2 separate regions of the Mus musculus genome follow, and region 2 is linked to region 1. A link is a contact called in public Hi-C data. All regions are on one chromosome and are shown on one strand. The core of a region is the stretch at or near the end of the contact, and the rest is flanking DNA. Distances in the headings are between cores, read along the strand shown.

What was found. Hi-C and Micro-C count contacts between places; a contact is called where the count stands out from the background.
Region 2: a contact with region 1 is called in a Hi-C map of muscle stem cells, with 5 times the contacts expected there. The contact joins the promoter of Ankrd52 here to the promoter of Gli1 in region 1. A contact is called at or near these places in 3 of 39 promoter capture datasets (the SN4741 cell line, hippocampal neurons and neural stem cells), 1 of 484 Hi-C or Micro-C datasets (muscle stem cells), 3 of 115 datasets of contacts at active chromatin or transcription factors (embryonic stem cells and pancreatic cancer cells) and 1 of 9 other capture datasets (liver).

What each region holds. Positions count from the first base shown.
Region 1 is chr10:127,338,899-127,342,840 of GRCm38.p6, reverse strand. It overlaps Gli1 (GLI-Kruppel family member GLI1), which reads left to right and starts at 1,262. Exons shown (of 13, transcript NM_010296.2): 1 at 1,262-1,282; 2 at 1,523-1,636.
Region 2 is chr10:128,374,990-128,379,028 of GRCm38.p6, reverse strand. Ankrd52 (ankyrin repeat domain 52) reads right to left here and starts at 1,905. Exons shown (of 28, transcript NM_172790.2): 1 at 1,780-1,905; 2 at 1,377-1,460; 3 at 863-941; 4 at 606-676. The coding sequence starts at 1,806.

The sequences.
Region 1 (3,942 bases), core at 13-2,512:
AGAAGGTGGTTTAAAAACAGCGCTATGGCCTGAGAGATCTGTTTAAGGGAAGACTCTCTCTCCCCACCCCGCCATGCTTTTGAGTCTTTCTCAGGTGGGAAACTGAAATAGAGGCCCTCTCTCTGTGTCCAGTCACCATGGTAACACAGATTCAAAGAGACAGGGTACTCCCCTATCACGAACTACCCAAGGGGCTCGCAATCTTCCCTGGCGTGCCCTTCTGTTTCTTTGAGCTCACGCAGCTCCCTGGGCATCCGATTGGGCTTTGGGGACAGGAACCTGTCAAATTTCCTTAAGTTCGCCAGTGCAATCATTTCCACTCCGAGGGGTGCCATGTGCTAGGACGACCAGCAGAGGGCGCGAAAAGCCTTAAAGAGAGAGGTGTGGAGGTGGCAACTGCGTCCAGAATTTGGAGATGGAGAACGGAGTTTCTCCAGAGAGGTACTCTACACAGAGCACCACTGTCCTCAGTGATCTGTGAATGCACATTCTGCACTTAGAACTCTAGCCCGTGTTCTTCCTTCATGTTCCATAGGTCGCACCCCCTCCCCTCCTCTACATCAGTCAACCCAACTTCTTTCTCCCAAACCCCAACTCTCCAAATGCTCCACGTTCCATCCAAAGAGTGAGGCTGGCCTACAGACCACGACATGGGGAAAGCTCAGTTACGACCAATGAAGCCGAAGACCGAGGCTTCTGGTTTAACTTTCTGGGTGAGCTTTCCCCCCTCCCTCTCCCGCCGCGCAATATTTTCCTCAATGTTTTCCTGGCTCTGGTTCAGAGCCTCTTCGTGGACAGCCGATCCAGGGATCCGCGCCGGGATTTACTGTCCACCAAGAGCAGCGTGTTCGGGCGGGGGGGGGGGTAGTAGGCAGTATAGGGTCCCTCAAGGGAGGGGGAGGATCCTGGGGGTCCTGGGGGTGCCATAAGCCCGGCACCCCCTCTCTAGCTTCTATCCACCCAGCTCATCTTCTAGAACGGTCCGAAGGAAGGATATACGAGGGAAGTGAGCGGGAAGAGCCGTAGCGTGCGGGTGGCAACAGCGAGAAAAAGTTTTTGCAAAGGGGAAAAAAAAAGTTTGCGCTTCTCGCGGGTGGTCCCGGCTCGAGGCCCGGCGGGCTGGGCCGGCGGGAGGGCTGGGGGCCAGGTTGGGAGGGTGGGGTGGCACTGAAGCTGCGCTGCAGTGGCCCTGTGACCCCCCTCCCCGCCACACACCTCCCCCCCCCCCCAGCCCAGTTTCCAGCCCTGGACCACGCATCCCGAGCACCGCGCCCCGACGGAGGTGAGAGGGGGGCAGGCGGGAGACCACCTGGGAGCGATGGGGGAGGGGCTGAGGAGATGCTCTGACGCCTAGGGACTCACCCTATCCCAGAAGGAGACCTGGGGCTCAGAGGCAATATGGGGTTGGGAGAGTTTGGGGAGAGCAATTAGGAAGTTTGGGTGTTTTCTTGTTTTGCTTTAATTTGTGCCTTCTTTTCTCTGCATCCCCTTCTTTTTTTCTGACAATCTGTGTCTGTCCCAGGTCTCTTTGTCCGCGCCTCTCCCACATACTAGAAATCTCTCCCTTTCTTGAGGTTGGGATGAAGAAGCAGTTGGGACGGCCAGCTGGAGGTCTGCGTGGTAGAGGGAACTCCAGGTGCGTCTCTGAGCGCCGTTGGAAGACGTCAGTGTTTCTAAGACGGGACCCACCGCAAAAGAAGGGAGCGCTCAGTGGGGTGGGAGTAGCGGTGTGCCAGGCAACAGAACCCCTGAGGGCCGGGCTGGGATTGGACTCCTGACCTGTGGCTGTGACAGATGTGCACATGGGGTTTAGGGGCAAAGGAGTGGGTTTGGACTCGGGAGGAGGCTGGGTGGGTTTCCTAACATGCGGTGTAGGCCGTAGAAAATCCCTAGGAATTCTGGACTTCTGAGTTCCCAAAGACTGTGGGCAGGGCCCCCGAGGAAGAGGAAGAGCTGGGGAGACCTTGTTTTGACCCTCTGACCTCAGGACCACCGGGGCAGCTGAAGCCAGGCGCCGGGAGACCCCTACTGGGGCAGAGCGGGACCACTGGCTACTGCCAGCTTGTGTATCCCTGTTGGCCCCCCGCCCAAGCGGGATCTGGGGACCGAGGCCCCTCCTCTGGCTCAGACCACCCTGCCTGCCCTTGCTCCCCGCTCTGAATCCTCTTTCAGGCCCCATGACCCTGAAACAATCAACCCAGGACAGTTAGCTTTGGGAACAGCATCAAGGAAAGGAAACTCCGTAGAGGCCGAGGGTTTGGGGCATCCGGAGAACCAGGGACTTTATGGTATAGGTCTTTCCTTCCAGTACGGGGAGAAAAGATGGGCAGTTTTCTTCTGGGAAGAAAGTTCGTGAACGCGGGTGATTTACCCTAGGGGGGCGGGGTTCAGAAGGACCCCCCTCCATTATCTCTCTGGGCATCCCCGCCGGACAGACGTCTCCGACTCACTCTTGACGTCACTAGGGGGTTCCCGGGGGTCTATAGGGGTTAACCCTTAGGAAGCCGGCGGAGATACCCAGGAATCCAAGGTGTCCTCTCCGCGCACACCTTATTTACACAGGCACTTCTTTCTCTTAGTTTCTGGTTTCTTTTTTCCCACTCCACTATAGGGACCCCACTTTCCAATAGTGCCTCCCCCCCCCCCCCGGGCGCTACTGCCTGCTTTCAGGATGCGCTGAGAGAGGGAAGAATGTTCCACCCTTCACCCCCCCCCTCGCTTTTCTGGGCTCCCCAGGCGGGCGGGGAAGCTGAGCCGTCTGCAGCCAGAGCCTGCGGCGGCGACTTGGGTGGGCCGAGAAGGCACGGGGGCGGGGAAGGCGGGACCGGGAAAAGGGGGTGGGGCCGACTCCAGGGAGTTGGGGAGAAGGGGTACGTACGTAGAGGACTCTAGAAAATAGACTGCGAAGATGATTCGGGTCTTTGGTAGGCTAATTCTCATGCTCCCATCCAGCCCAGAAAACCTTTACTGAAACTGGAAAAGTTAGTAGTATGAAGAGGGAGGCGTGAGTGTAGGCGGTGGCTCTCGGTGAAGGGGGCTGTCGCCCCGTTTTTATCCTGTCTCTTGGAGCTCTCGGGCAATGGAACAGGAAGAGTGACAACTTTGAGGGAACTTCTAGTGTCTGGGGGTCCTTTACAAGTCCTTCCCTTCCCTTGAATGAGTCACAGAGGAGAGAGGCGGGAGATGTGCCCCCTCATCCAGCTGCCAGCCAGCTGTGCCCCCCACCCCCACGTTAGTGCCAATGTCGAGCTGGGAGGTCTTGGATGCGGGATTCGGGTCTCGGCTGGAAAAGGAGGAGTTAGCAAAGGTAGCCCGGGCTACAGCACTTTGGCTGGGTCGTAGGGTCCGGGTTCCGTTCCCCATTTTACCCCGCCCTCACCCTAAATCCCAGCATCCCGGGATCACCCACCGCGCCGGCCGGCCCGCTCCCAGTGGTTCTCCACCCCACCCCGCCCCACCCCACCCTCCGTTCCCGGAAGGCTGAAAAACCTGGAGTGGAGTAAAAACTTGTTGAGGGAAAGCGGACCTCGCATCAGCTCCTCTCTCTCTAGCCTTGAGGACTTCGTTTTCTCATTCCCATTAAGACTTTCCTGACAGCCCCTTCCCGATTTCCCCCAAAACCAAACGGGATAGGTAAACCCAGAGTTAAACCGCCTCAGAATGACTTTAGCTCTCATCCTTTTTACTCAAAAGTCGGGGAGACGCTCTGCTCTGAAGTCTTATTCCCTCCCACACATAGTTCTCTGTCTGAGGACAGATCATTTGTGTTCTCTTCTGGCCCTACCAGTCTATCTGGACTGAAACGAGGTCTCCCTCTAGTGGACACTGGAGAGATTGCTCATGAGCTCTGCTCTTGGGCATGAGCCGGCAGCCCTGGGCATGAAGTCAGACCTTCCGTGTGTTCCACCATCACACACCTCAAAGCTGGCCCATGGCCAGAAC
Region 2 (4,039 bases), core at 656-3,155, 1.0 Mb before region 1:
TTAGCCCTTCCACAGACACCAAAATCATATAACCCCAATAAACAAGCATAACTGGATCCCCTTCGAAATTCAATGTTCCCGTTAAACATGTCCCACACCATTCCCACTGGCCTTAAGCTCTCTCCCCCTGGGAGCTGGAGCCAAGGAAGTGATGGGAGATCAAAGAGGCCTTCCCTTCCTCTTCAGGGTTGATAACACCATTGTACAGGACTCCATATGAGTTTGGGCCCTTAGGCAGTCAACTTAAATGTTGCTCGAGGGGCAAGGACACAGAATTGCTACTCCCCACCCCATCACAAGGAGAGAAATCTCAGTGCCCAGAGGGGGATCAGACTTAAGGTGGCCCCCAGGGAGGGATGAGTCACTCAGGCCTGGCAGCAGGGCCCCCGCAGTCTGCCAGCCCAGTGTTAAGCTCTCTCCCTGACGTCACATCAGCTGGCAGCACTCAGCCCCCCCCCCCCCAGCCAGTTCTAGGGGCAGGAAGGAGAAGCCAAACTCTGGTCTCCTCCCTGTGTGGGGCAGAAGAGTCTGTAGGGCAGAGAACTGAGTTTCTCTAGCCCTCAGCCCATCCTTTTTGAAAGGGAGAAATGAGGTAGGGTCTGTACCTCGTTTCGGGAGGCAGCGGCACGATGAAGAGGGGTCAGCCACAGTGTGTCCTTAGCGTTGACGTTAGCACCTGTGTGGACACAATTTGCTATTTTGTTGGGATTTGAGGAGGGGGAGGGAAGGAAACCAATAATCAGAGTGGGGAACCTGAACGGACAGAAAGCCATTCTTGTACCAAGCACCAGCAATCAATCCTCGGATCTAAAAAGACTTCTCCCCTCCCTAGATGCCGCACCTCCCAGCTCCCCACTTTCACCTGACATCAGTAGCAACTGGAGGATGGGGACATCGCCTACGTAGGCAGCAGCATGCAATGGGGTTCGCCTCTCTTGGTCCTGGAAAGGCAGAAAAGAGAAGCAGCTGTAGAGAGAAATTATCCTGAACGCCAGTTCTAGTATGAGAACTCCAAGCCCTTCCCTTCCTCTAGGTTCTTCTGCAGGGTCTTAAATCCCAATATCGGGCTTCAAAAGCCAGCATCCTGGGAGGGTGGAGTCAGGGCTACCGACCAAGAAACCTACTCCTTCCCGGAGGGGTGGGGGCGCTGCAGACCCCGATGGTTGAGAAGGGGACAGGGTTTTCTGGGCATCCCCAGAACCCATGATCGGTGCTCCATGCCTGACCAACCTTAAATGCGGAGCAGGCTCCCATTTCTGGGTAGAAAGAGCTGCAGTTTCATCAGAGCAGAGGAGAAACGGAGCCGCCCCACTTGTGGGGAGGGGTCCCGAACCCCTCCGGATTCCGGCTCGCCATCCTCCCTGCTCCCAACTCACCAGTACATTGATGTTCTCCTTCTGCGAGAGGAGGGAACGCACTTCCTCCACATCTCGGCTAAAGATGGCCTGGACCAGGGGCGGCTGCAGGGAGAACCAGCTTTCAGGGAGCGGGCCCGAGCCACGGCGTTACCAGGAGGTGGGGGAGCACACAGGTTGGAGGGGGGCGTCGCTGGAGGGGCTCCGCTACAGGGGTCCTGGCTGCAGCGGATTCCCGCCGTGCCCCCACCGGTCGCCAGGCCCCCAAGGACACCCGCTCCACGGAGTGGAGCACGGCGTGGGGCGCGGCGGGAGCCGCGGGAACCCCGGGCTCGGGCCCAGCCTAGGCCGCACATCCCCGGGCTCGCGTGGCGGCGGTGCCGGGGCCTGGGAAGAGGAAGTGGGGAAGGGTGGGAGGGCTGACCTGGTCCGTGATGCTGAGGATCCCCATGGCCCGGCCCAGGCTCCGTCCGCATCGAGCTCGCGGCAGCGGCGGCAGCGGCGGCGGCGGCTCCACCGGGGACACGGGGCGGCCCAGGCGGCGGCTGCGGCGGCGGCTGCGGGGAGAGGGCGGCCCCGCCTACCGGGGGGCGGGCGAGCGGGAGCCCGCAGCGCTCCCTGGCGGCGAGCCTTGGCCGGGCCTCGGGGTGCTCGCTGTCCGCGCAGGCTGCCCAGGCCTCGGCGCCCTCGCCCCGCGCCAGGACGGCCAGGGCGGCCCGGGCTCCCCCTACCCCGCGCGCGGGTTCCGCAGCTCCGCCAGCGGACCGCGCTGTGCCCTCCGTTGCAGTCGGGCGGCCCGAGGGGTCTCTCGCAGGCCCATGGCACGGAGTCGGGTCTCGCTCCCCCAGTGACTCCCGAGCCCAGGACCAAACAGCGGGCGAGAGCTCACCCAGCCCACAATGCTCCGGTAGAGCGGACGCCTCCGACCGTACTCACACCCCCAAGTACCCCAGAGATAGTGGAAACTCGGAGTGTGGCGACCCGAGACTTATAGATGGCCCCAGAACCAGTCTCCACTGGGTAGAAAGAAAATAGCAAGATTGCTAAGCTGCAGAAAAATCTCAAAAGACTCCTGCTTCAGGAAGCCTCCGTGAAGAGCTGGACACTTGGCAGCTGAAGAAAGGCCTCTAAGCCCAACAGCAACTCCATAATTACCCTGCCAGATTAGGGTAGTAACTGTTTCTCCCGGTAAAAAGGCAGTAGAGAGGAACTCCCCCTCACCCATTGGAGAGGTCAAAAGAGGCAGCCAATCAGGGACAGTTGGCCGAGGGAGAAAGAAAAGTGGAGACTGATAGATGGGTACAATTTATAAAAGATGCTTTAGAGCCAGGTGTGAATCATTTATAAGATTCCTGCGCTCTGGAACCTGAAGCAGGAGGATTGTGTATTCAAGAACTGTCCTGGCTACATCATGAGCCCCAGTTCCTTTGTGTTGCTACGATAACAATGACCAAACCAACTAAAAGAAGGAAAGGGTTTAGTCCATCTTTGAGAAAACTTAGGGCAGAAACTCAGACTTGAACTTGAACGAAGAACCCAGGGAGGAATGAACCCAGGCTCAAGCTTAACCAGATCTCTTATCTAATTTAGGGCCACCTGACTAGGGATGGTACTACCCACAGTGGACCGGGTCTGCCTATATCCATTAGCCAACAAGAAAGTGTTGGGCCTGGGCAGGTGGTTCAGCTAGTTAACGAGCATTGACCACTCTTCCAAAGGGCCCAAGTTTAATCCCCAGCAGCCACTTAGCAACTAATAGCGGATTGTAACTCCAACTGCAGAAATTTTTGGTGGGTAAAACATTCATACGTGAGATTTAAAAAAAAAAAAAGTAGTTTATAAGTTAAATTGAAAAGAAATCACTCTGTCTCAAATCTCACCGCCAAACAACAACAACAACAACAATAATAATATATAATAATAAGGGCTGGAGAGATGGCTCAGCAGGTAAGAGCACTGACACTGACTGCTCTTCCAAAGGTCCTGAGTTCAAATTCCAGCAACCACATGGTGGCTCACAACCATCTGTAGTGAGATCTGACGACCTCTTCTGGTGTGTCTGAAGACAGCTACAGTGTACTTAGAAAAAAAAGAAAAAAAAATATATATAATAATAAATTTGGGAGAGAGGTTGGAAAAATAGCTCAGCAGTTAAAAGTGCTTGTTGTGCTGGGCGTGGTGGCACACGCCTTTAATCCCAACACTTGGGAGGCAGAGGCAGGCGGATTTCTGAGTTCGAGGCCAGCCTGGTCTACAAAGTGAGTTCTAGGACAGCCAGAGCTATACAGAGAAACCCTGTCTCGAAAACCAAAAAACAAAAAACAAAAGACAAAACAACAACAACAACAACAACAACAAAAGTGCTTGCTGTTTATACAGAGGGCCAGAGGTTGGTTCCCTGCTAGGAATACAGACAACTATCTGTAACCCCTGGGTTTTGGAAATCCAATGCCTTTTGGCCTCTCCAGGCACTACGCACACTTGGTGTACTTACACACATGCACGGAAATATTCAAACGCAAGAAATAAAAATAAATGTTTTTAAAATTATTTTTAATTAAAAATAAAAGAGGCTAGGGTTCTAGATCCCAGCATGCGTGAAAGTTCAGGCTCCACCTTTCACACCACGCAGGACCAACCGGTTGTGGAGATATACACCTGTCATCCCAGCCATTCAGGAGGCT